2 separate regions of the Mus musculus genome follow, and region 2 is linked to region 1. The links are chromatin contacts, called in public Hi-C maps. All regions are on one chromosome and are shown on one strand. Each heading gives the region's core, a stretch centred on a gene start, on an enhancer-like site or on the middle of the called end of the contact. The rest is flanking DNA. Distances are from core to core; before and after follow the strand shown. Region 1 holds the start of Mb21d2 (Mab-21 domain containing 2). Region 2 has its middle 140 kb from the start of Mb21d2.

The links. Hi-C and Micro-C count contacts between places; a contact is called where the count stands out from the background.
Region 2: a Hi-C map of Sertoli cells shows a contact between it and region 1, with 2.2 times the contacts expected there. The contact joins the enhancer-like site here to the promoter of Mb21d2 in region 1. A contact is called at or near these places in 1 of 39 promoter capture datasets (liver), 1 of 15 datasets of contacts at CTCF or cohesin (the NIH/3T3 cell line), 2 of 484 Hi-C or Micro-C datasets (Sertoli cells and epidermal suprabasal cells) and 2 of 115 datasets of contacts at active chromatin or transcription factors (bone marrow-derived macrophages and neural progenitor cells).

What each region holds. Positions count from the first base shown.
Region 1 is chr16:28,928,406-28,933,282 of GRCm38.p6, reverse strand. Mb21d2 (Mab-21 domain containing 2) reads left to right here and starts at 3,585. Exons shown (of 2, transcript NM_177718.3): 1 at 3,585-3,830. The coding sequence starts at 3,620.
Region 2 is chr16:29,065,089-29,070,191 of GRCm38.p6, reverse strand. No RefSeq gene overlaps it. Among named protein-coding and RNA genes, the nearest start is that of Mb21d2, 140 kb to the right of the region's middle. Within about 2 kb of position 1,306, at least 1 of the 459 cell types and tissues checked has an H3K27ac peak or open chromatin away from gene starts, as enhancers often do. A contact at or near this core is called in Sertoli cells, where this site is marked.

The sequences.
Region 1 (4,877 bases), core at 2,336-4,835:
CTGACACTATGGAAATTCAATAATTATTTACTAAATTTGAAATTAGTATGAAAAAATACAAACAGTGCTGTTTCCACCCATTATGCAAGGCTCTCTTTCCGTGGTCTGATTTTCCTATCTGCAATAGAAAGAGGGTGGAGGGACTCTTATCTGCCATCAATGTGCCTGTGATCTTTGCTTCTTGTTTTTCTGTACATATTTGGCAAATCATAAGAAACCTGGGTCATTTCCATTGCTAGAACCATGAACGGCCTGGCCAATGGGGGCACATCTTTGTGGTCTGGACTGCTATTTAAATCCCTGTTAGGCCAGACAAACTTTGGTTAAAATTATATTCTGTTACTTCGTCATGTGAATGTGGAGCTTGCTATTTTTAATACACACTCAGCTGAGGGTTTGCCATGAATCCGCAGAGTTGTATTTCAAAACAAACAGCCCCAGAGAGGCAACGTGGAAGTCTCTTCCTCAAGGTGCTTGTGACAACAGGAAAATGGACAAGCTCCTCTCCGCAGTGGGAGACATGGAGTTCTTCTGATTGCTTTGAAGCTGGAGGGGGATGTGAAGAAAGCCCTACTTGAGTATTTACTTAGATGGCGGTCCTCCCGCCCTCCGTGCATACTTATTACAAGGCTCAAATATTAATGGCTCTGATAGAAACTGTTCTTTCTCTTCACCTTTTCCAACTGTTTCTTCTCTGACCTCCTATACCATGCATAGGAGATGAAAAGGGATGCAAGGAATTAATTTCACTCAAAGAACAGTCTACTTATAACAACTCTTAAACGGTGGTGAAATACTGGGGGCTGACATTGCCCGGAGTGGTTGCTGTCACCTAAACAATGACCTCTGAGACTTTAAGGGATGATGTCTGTCCATTGCCATACACTAATTTAGACCCCAACATGGCTTAGCATAGAGGTACATACCTGTAATTTCTGCACTCAGGAGGCAGAGGTAAGAGGGTTCTAAGTTCCAGGCCAGCCTTTCCTACACAGAGTTCTATGGCAACCTCACTACATAGTGAGTTCAAGGTTAGCCAGAGCAGCATAGTGAGACCATTCCTTTAAAAAACAAAAACAATAAAAAATATGACATAAAGTGGAAAAGGAACTGCTAAATCCAGTTGCCTGCATATGTGATGGAGACATAGAGTTTCCAAGGACATAGAGGACAAAGCATGATCCAAGAGTCTGTTGAGGAAATGCATTCCTTATCTATTTTCCTCTAACTTTTTGCAATTCAGAGATGGTTATGCCATCTTGTCTCAGATCTATAAAGTATTTCCCATTCAGTAACATTCTCAATATAAATAGGTTCAGTGGAGGTCTATTATTCCTGGAATTCTAATCTGACTGACCAGCAAGAAGTGTCCACAATGATGATCTCATTCATTCTAAACCACCAAGTTCAGACCTAGTTCACATTTGAGAGTGATTTCTGCTAGAAACCCGATGACTTTCTATGATGCAACTATCTTAAGAAAAGGCAGCAAAAAGGAAGGAGCAACGTCTTACTGCCGGTTTTGGAAATTAAGAGAGGAAAGTGTTTTGACTATTTTATATAGACTCTGTCTGTGTCCCGAGTTTGCATGTATGTAGGGCTGGGGATCAGGCACAGAATATGATGCATGCCAGTTAACTCACAATGTGGGACTTGCAATAACAATGAGAAGGCAAGCTGGAGTCATAGGTGTCACATGCAAGCTTCTGTTAAGAGTGCAACAGGGTTGCTACTCAGCTGTGGGGGCAAAGGTTGTGCCTGGCCTGGAGTAGCTATCAGAGCAAGAAAGGATGAGGTTGGCCTTGGTTGGGCTTACAGAACAGAAAGAAGAGGCAGGGAAATTCCAGGGGAGGATCTTTACAAATCTGTGTTTTGTAAAGATCCTGTGGGAGGGGCTGGAGAGATGGCTTAGCAATTAAGAGCACCTGTTCTTGTAGTAGAGGCCCTGTGTTCAGCTCGCAGCATCCATAGGGCAGCTCACATTTGTCTGGAACGTTAGTTTCAGGAGAACTGATGCCCTGTTGTGACCTCTGCAGGCACCAGGCAACAATGCAGTGTATGTAAATGCAGGGACACACACACACACACACACACACACACTCACCCCAGGACCCTAAAGTTTGTATCAACAGTGGAAGCTGATACAGCTAATGGCTACTTAACATGCTACTTAACGTGTCATTCTTTATAATAAATGGTGTCCGTCCAGTCTTATCTCACCTAATTCTTAAAGCAGCCTATGAAGATGTAATGGTTATCCTATTCACATGGGTAAGTATGGCAGGGCCTGGATGTCCAGGTCTTACAAGGTAATGTGAGTTTTCAGTGATGAGAACTCAGGTAAGAAAATTAAAGGGGCCGATAGGACCACAGGCTGGGATAGAGGACAGTTCACCATTGTTCCTAGGGGTCCATAGGCCTCCTTAAGTGTGTGAATCACATGAACATTAAAACCACATCTGCCATTTGGTCTTGATAAACTAGACTTGGACTACAGCAGTCTTGTCTTGAAAACCCTAGTTCCAGTGGGGACATGGGTGAGGGTGAGGGCTAAGTCCCAGGACTCATCCCAGTCATTCCGGTCTGGCTAATAGCGAGTGCTCAAATTCTATTTGCCAAAAGGGAGACTCCCTCTCCCACTCCCATCTTCCTTGTACCCTGGGGCAATTCATTGTTTTCCTTCCCCCACATTCCGCATTTGGATTCCTATCTGTCTGAGAGCAGGTTGGCTCTCATTAAGGCACTATATGTTAAGTTGAATGAGCTGTTACCCAGGCAAACTAATTACCAAGGGCAAAGGTAAGGAGGATACTTGAGTGGTTAATTGGAAGTATCTATACGCGGCATGACTGGCACCCCTTCTTGATTCGCTGATTTTATCATTCTAGGCGACAAAGGACAGAAGGTACATTTTATATTTTTCCACCAAGCAAAGGTACTAAAGTTCTCGGGATGGACATTGGAAAGGCGCCCACAGACACGTTTTCGCCCGGGACACCGCCCTAAGATCAGAGTAGGAAGACTCCTTTCTCCTTGGATGCGCTTGGCAAGCCCTGCCCCTAAAGAGGGGCGGGGGTGGAGGTGGAGAAAGAAAGCGTCCACACCACGCGCGTCAGCCCGAGTACGGACTGGCAAGTGATCCGGGCGCGCGAACCTCTGCCATTTATTTATTTATTTTCTTCCCACCGGGTGCGCTGTCCCTTTAAATGGGAATGCTGCTGCTGCTGGCTCCGTAACACCGGAGCCGGCAGCTTGTTGATTTCAGCGCTGGTGAATTTCACATTGTTTCCACTTCACTTTCCTTGCCCCCGGGGAGGCTCGAGTCCACTCCCGGACGCCGCCACCGATCCCGGCAGGACTCGAGGAGGGCAGGGGCCCGCAGCGGCGCAGCGGGCGGGGGCGGGAGGACCGGGGGCCGGGGCCACACGCGCACCTCGCCGCAGTCGGGCTCCTCCCGCGAAGGAGCGCGGCCGCCCCGAGCGCAGCGCGGCGCGGGGCCCGTCCAGAAGCCAGCCCGCCCACGGGCCGGGCTGCCCAGCCGCGCCGGGAGGCCGGGGCGGGGTGGGGGGCGGGGGTGGGTGCCGCGGCCGCCGCGGAGCCGCCGCTCGGCGCGTTTTGCATGAAGATGGCGGCTCCCACCGCCAGCAAGGCAGCCTCCCTGGGCTGCAACAACAAGCCTGCCTTCCCGGAGCTGGATTTCAGGTCTGGAGCTCGGGTGGAGGAACTGAACAAACTCATCCAGGAATTCACCAGGCACGACCAGCGGGAATACGACGACCAGAGAGCGCTGGAGATCCACACTGCCAAGGATTTCATCTTTTCCATGCTGGGTAAGGAGAACGGGGAGGATGTGTGAGTATGCGTGTGTGCGCGGGTGTGATGGAGCGGGTGGAAGCTATGGTCCCCGCTCTGGCGTTTGCCCGGGGTGTCACCCCTGGTTCCGTGAGGTCCCCTTTCCTCTCCACCGCCAGCTCAGCTGCCCCCTCCGCTCCTGCCTGCTGCGCTCGGCGCGGGGTGCCCCTCTCCTTCCCGATCGCCCGCTCTTTTGTTGGTTCCTCGGCCGCGGGGCTGGCGGGCAGGTGAGGCGGCGGCGGGAGACGCCTCCCGGCTTGGGGAGTCCCCAAGCGGCTCCGGCCGGCTGACACCGGCTCTCCTGCAACCCCGGGCGGCCGTGGTGGAGGCCGACCCGTGCTGGAGCGACAAGTTGCTTCTGTCGTGGTTGCGGCGCGGCGCTGTCACGCCGAGCCCCGGGTGGCCAAACTTGTTGGGTGTTCCAGAGTAACCCGCGGAAGTAGTCCGGGCGCCCGGAGTTGCCTCCAACTTTGATTTGCAAATCGACTTCCCTTTGAAGGGGTCGGAAGCATTTCCGGTGCTTCTCCGGGTTGTTGCTGAGCTGGAATTCCTAATTCCTTGCTTGAACACGACCAAGCTCAGAGCTCTGGCCGCGGAGGAGCGCTGTCCCCCTCGTCTTTGTGTATTGTCCTACTGATGGCTAAGAGGTGCTCAAGTTTCCCACTCTGGGCAGCCCTGGGTTAGAAAAATTTCTCCCACCGTATCCCCCAGCTCTTCACCGACGGGTCTGGAAAGATGAAGAAAAATAATGGGTTCCGGGGATCCAACCCTATCCCTGGCGTCCTGCGGTGGGATTATTGCTTCTGAGTTGTAGAATGAGCATCCGCTGCTGGGAGCCTCGAGTGTGTAGCGCTGTCATGCAGCAGTGGTGGCCCCGTGGTTTACATTCAGCAGGGCTGGACTGGAGGAGCCTTGCTCTCCAAAGGTTTCCACAGTCAATTTTTCAGATAGTGGTAATTGTGATTGACAAAGGCCTTTTAACTACAGGACAGAGTCTTTGCATTCTCTTGGGATCTAACGAGATT
Region 2 (5,103 bases), core at 57-2,556, 140 kb before region 1:
GCCTGAGGATGCTCAGCATGGGATGCTCATAGAACGCACCGCCTACTCAGTGGATAGCACTGACAAAGTGGTGTAAAGGACAAAGAAGAGTGGGATGTCTGTAGTGTAGAATGCAGTAGTAGCAAAATGTCTATTCTATAGCAGAGTTCCAGAGCAGACAAGACCTTGGTAAAAATCATTCCCAGTTGATAAGCTGAAAACTAGAGGGAAGACACCAGAGAATCTAAGAAGAATCTCAGGGAGTGATTACTAAATCTCTAAAATGAATTTGATTACACTAAAGAAGTCAGTAATTCATTGAAGGCCCATACCAGGACTCAGATGGGAAAAAGGAATGCTCAAGTCACCCTTGTCCTAGATGGATTTGTTATCTAGTAATAGAAACAAATTTGCTAAAGTGAATGAATTATGCTATTCCTTGCCCCCAAGAAATTAGAAACTTGAAAATAATGACTAGAAATGGCCATGAAAGTCCAAGAAAGAGAACATTTGACTTAGATGGATTGTGGCTGGAGAAAGGATTCACTTTGTTGTAGACCCGGAAATGGATCCATTTGCTAGTAACTTGGATACAAATGAAACTACAGTTCTAAGGAACAGAAATGACAGAGGCTGAGAGACCAGAGGCATGGCTTGTATTTGTAGAATAATGGTGACTTAGTTCTTTTCGCTGGATGTGGATTTGGATTTACATAGAAGTTGTTACTGGAAAATTAGATTGGAGTAAGCTATGGAGAGCTATGAGTGTCAGGGTAGGATACATAGTGAGAGCTGAAATTTCTGCCATATTCCCTTACATTTGCTTTTATTACTTTGGATACCGTACTGTCTCTTACATCTGAAGAGATATTGGCTCGGAATGACGTGACTGTTATTAGTAAGTTAATGCAAGTTATTTCTGATAAGCTTTTTAAGAGAACGAATGTGTCTAAGATGACTTGGCTAATAACAACTGCAAAATTCATTACATAACAAAGGGACTTTTCATCTTAGTCTTTTTGAAGAATTTCCCTTGGGCAGTGCTTTTAGTAGCATTTTTAATCTATCTGGAATGACTATGAGCAAAAATAGTGGCGATAATAGCATCGTTAATGATTTAAAAAAGTCTTTTTCTTTAAAATATCTAAAAGTCAGTTTGTTCTGGGATTTTTTTTTAACTAAACATGTAGCAGAGTAGTGGATAGAGAAAACCTTATTTTTACTGTCTCCAAAACTGAAACAATGTATCACATAAAAGATGGGAGGGTATAAAAATGTAGAAAGGGTCCTCCAATGTTATTATGGACACTCTGGGAAAAATCTCCTTGGATAATAAGGACAATAATAACATTGTTATTAGATAGTGCACACTATTCAAATAGATACATATTCTACTACCCACTAAGCAGCTTGCCTAACCCAGAAAGTTTGTCTTGAAGCATTAGAAACCAAGGTTATGAAATAATGTCAAATTGATGTGAGGAAGAAATGTACAGTTTTATGAGTAAATATTCATACTGAGAGCCTCACCTCTGGAAACTGTTGTCAAGAGAGTTTGACCTAACCGACAGTAGTCCAAATAATCATTTGTCTAAGAAAACAGGAATGCCTTTGTGAAAAGTGCCATAGAAACGTAGTGATGTCAATTTCATTACCATTGACCTTGTATTGGCTATTAATAGCACATTTCTGAGAAACATCATCTATGCAGAATATAGACAAGAGGTTAAGGTCTACTTGAATTGTTGAAGAGAGTATAGCATGTCATCCTTAGGTTACAATTTTTAACTCCCTGACCAAGCCATTCGGTGATTTTTATTTAAATGACTAAAATAGGCCTATAGTTGGGTTTTTTCAATTCAAATCTTTCTATGACCGAAATATCATTCGTTATTTAATGACACCACACCTCTAATATCATTGTATGCATGTATCTTCACTATAACTTTTTAAATAATATGGTTTATATATAAATGTTCCATAGGGCTAGGTGATAGTTCCTAGGTAAAATGTTGCGGCCCTAGTTGGCAGCATGAACTGGGAAGAACCAGGCATAAAAAAATGAGGTGGGCTAATGTTTAATATGGTAGCTAAGTTTATTCAGAGCATTAGAAGTTTATACTGTAAGAGTTAAGAAAGGTCACCCGAGTAAAGTCCTCATGAGTTCAAAATGTAGACAATCACAAGGTCAACCTGCACATGGCAAAACATGTTTTCCCATGCAGGCATATGAGTAACAACCGCTGATGTAAGCTTACTCCTATCTACTACACATGGGAGGGGTACAAAAGCGCATTCCAAGAACAATTCTGAGATTTTTGAAGAAATGGAGACCACAAGACTCTAGTCCATTTTCTTGGCATTTTCCCACAAGCATCCCCCTCACCAGACTCCACTCTTGGTCTGCTTTGCAACAATAAAGTGATTGTCATGCAAGCATGAGATCCTGAGCATGGCTTCCCAGCACCCACATAAAGAGCTGAGCAAATTGGTAAGCACTGAGATATAGACAGGTCCCTGGAGCTTGTTAGCCGAGCTCCCTGAAGACTGGCCACCGTGTCTACCAGAATGGGAAACATTGTTTCAGAAGTAAGGAAGAGAGCCATTGAAAAGGAAGGCTGGCTTACACACACACACACACACACACACACACACACACACACACACACACACGGAGTTGATTGAAGACAATGAAAATAAGTAAAATAAATCTCAGTCGATCTTCACCAACTGCACGGGAGAGTTCTTGACCTGACTCAGTGTGCTCATCAAGCAGGCTTCCTTGGAGAGCATTTCTTGATGAGCCCCCCTTTCTCCTCCTCCTCCCTCCTCCACCTCCTCCTCCTCCTCCCCCTGCCTCCTCCTCTTCCTCCTCCTCCTTCTTCTTCTTTTTTCCCTTCCCCGTCCCCGTCCCCGTCCCCTTCTCCTTCTTCTGTTATCCTCCCAACGTAGATATTTGGTTAGTAACCTGTGACATATAAAATGTCCTCTTCCAGGAGAAATATTTTAACAAGATAGAAATGCAAGAATCTCTGGATATTGAGGCACTCTGGCTAATGTTCTGATTCTGTGACTTACTCTTTCTCCCAGGGAACATGATCATTCCTGGCTTATGCAGTGACGACAACAGCAATAATAAACATAAATGGGTACATAGATCTGCTTCATGTCAAGGCCTCAATGGTAGGCACTGTGCCCACTGATGTTCTTATTATGATAGTGATTGTTTAGGACATAGCTGGAGCATTCCGGAGCAAGCCACCAGTGACAGATCTGAACCCAGGGTTCTGGTACCCAGGAGCATCTGAAGGCCATAGAAAACACACAGACTGTTAGGCTCTTAGGGTCAAACATCTGGGTTATGGATAAGGGTGGAGCTGGCACCATGAAGGCAGAAAAAAAAAAAAAAGGAAAGGAAAAGAAGCTGAAGCAGAACCTGAAGCTGCACAACCGGAGACACAGAGGCAGAAAATCAAATCTGTATCAAAGATTGAATGGGGTCAGGCACTGGGCAACTGAGACAGACATTAAAGAGAACGTTTTCTTTAGCAGAATCAGAAGCTAGGGAATACGGGGTGGGGGGAAATGGAGGTCAGTAGTAAGACTAACCTCTTACATGAGAATTTTACAAGTTACAAAGCACAGACACCCATGAGTTCATGGGGAGGTAAACCCATTACCAAGCCTGTGCACTGTTTAGAAAATTGAAAATCTTGACCCCCTCCACTAATACATAAATTTATAACCTCCATATTTTAGAAATCATCTCACTATGGTCCTGTGTATTAGGAAATGGGACCTAAACAGCAATTATGGAATAATTGCTCAGATCTCTTTCCTGCAATAAACAATACTTACAGCTTCTTCTAGAGCACTGGGGATCCATAGGTCCCTTCCTCAAGCCTGCCTGCACGATCAGCAAGTCACTCATCAGACCTGACACCCATAATGCCTAGAGTTGGCTGGACAGCTGCTGGCCCAAGGCCACCAGGCAGTGCCAGGAAGTTTAATACAGTGTGCTGAGATGCATTCCCCCTGTAGCCTCAAATGCTGACTCTTCAATGGTTGCTAAAGAGGAGAAATAGCCTTGCCCCTGCCAAGCAGACTTCGTCTTGGGTAATTGAGCTCTTGGTCATCCAGGCATTTTAATGGACTCCGTGAATCACTGATCAGCCAAGGAAGAGTGAAAGAGCCCAAGGTCCTCAGCCTACTGATTGGCTCTTTCAACAAAGAAAAATGGAGTGCTGGTCATTGTCAATGAAGCAGCCACTCTGGCCTCTCCCATCTCAGCCTTTGGAGAATGAGGACATAAACGCTGCCATAAACCACATTTCCTTTGAGATGGCAGAAGAGTAGAGGAAACAGATGGATTCAACTACCCTACGACCTTCAAAAAGTCTCAGCCTTGGCTCGTGGAGGAAAAGAGAACAGAGGTGGCTGAAGCCCTCACTTTAAGCTGTAGGAAGGGACTGAGACATAGCCTAAATCAGAAGCAACGCCTCTTGGAAGGGAAATTACAGTTTCTTACTCCGCCTATCCCAACCCATTTTATTTGTAGAGAACTAGAGGCTAAACAGGACAAAGACATGAGTATAAGGTCAGGCAGTTTCTCAAAGTCGGGCGTCAAGCAAGGCCAGGTGACTGGATGGATCCAGATCTGGTCCAAGGTTGCTTGAGTATATTAGTCAGGGACTCAGTGTTGACCTTGGGTAGATGGCTCAGCCAATTTACCATCTTCAGCCACAGCTTGCTCTTTGTAAAATGAGATTAACAGAATTTCAGAGTTTTCAGTTGAGAACCATCACACAACTTAGGTAAAACAAAGAGATCAGGTTCTCTCTAATCCTGACATAAATTGTGTAACTGGAGGACTGTGTATCTTGTGCTATAGCTGGCTTATAGCAGCTCATAAAAGCTGAATGTTAGCATTTCCAAAATGATGTTAAACCATTGGAATGAACCTGTAGTTGAAAGGCTAGTCTGTGGAAGACTTACACTCCAGCAGACCCCAAGGACCAACAACCATTTTAGTTCTATCACATAAAAATTTTGCTAGCCATGTATTTTACTGAAAGTATGTTAAAAAATTAAACTGAGTCTGGGCAGACATCATAACATACACTA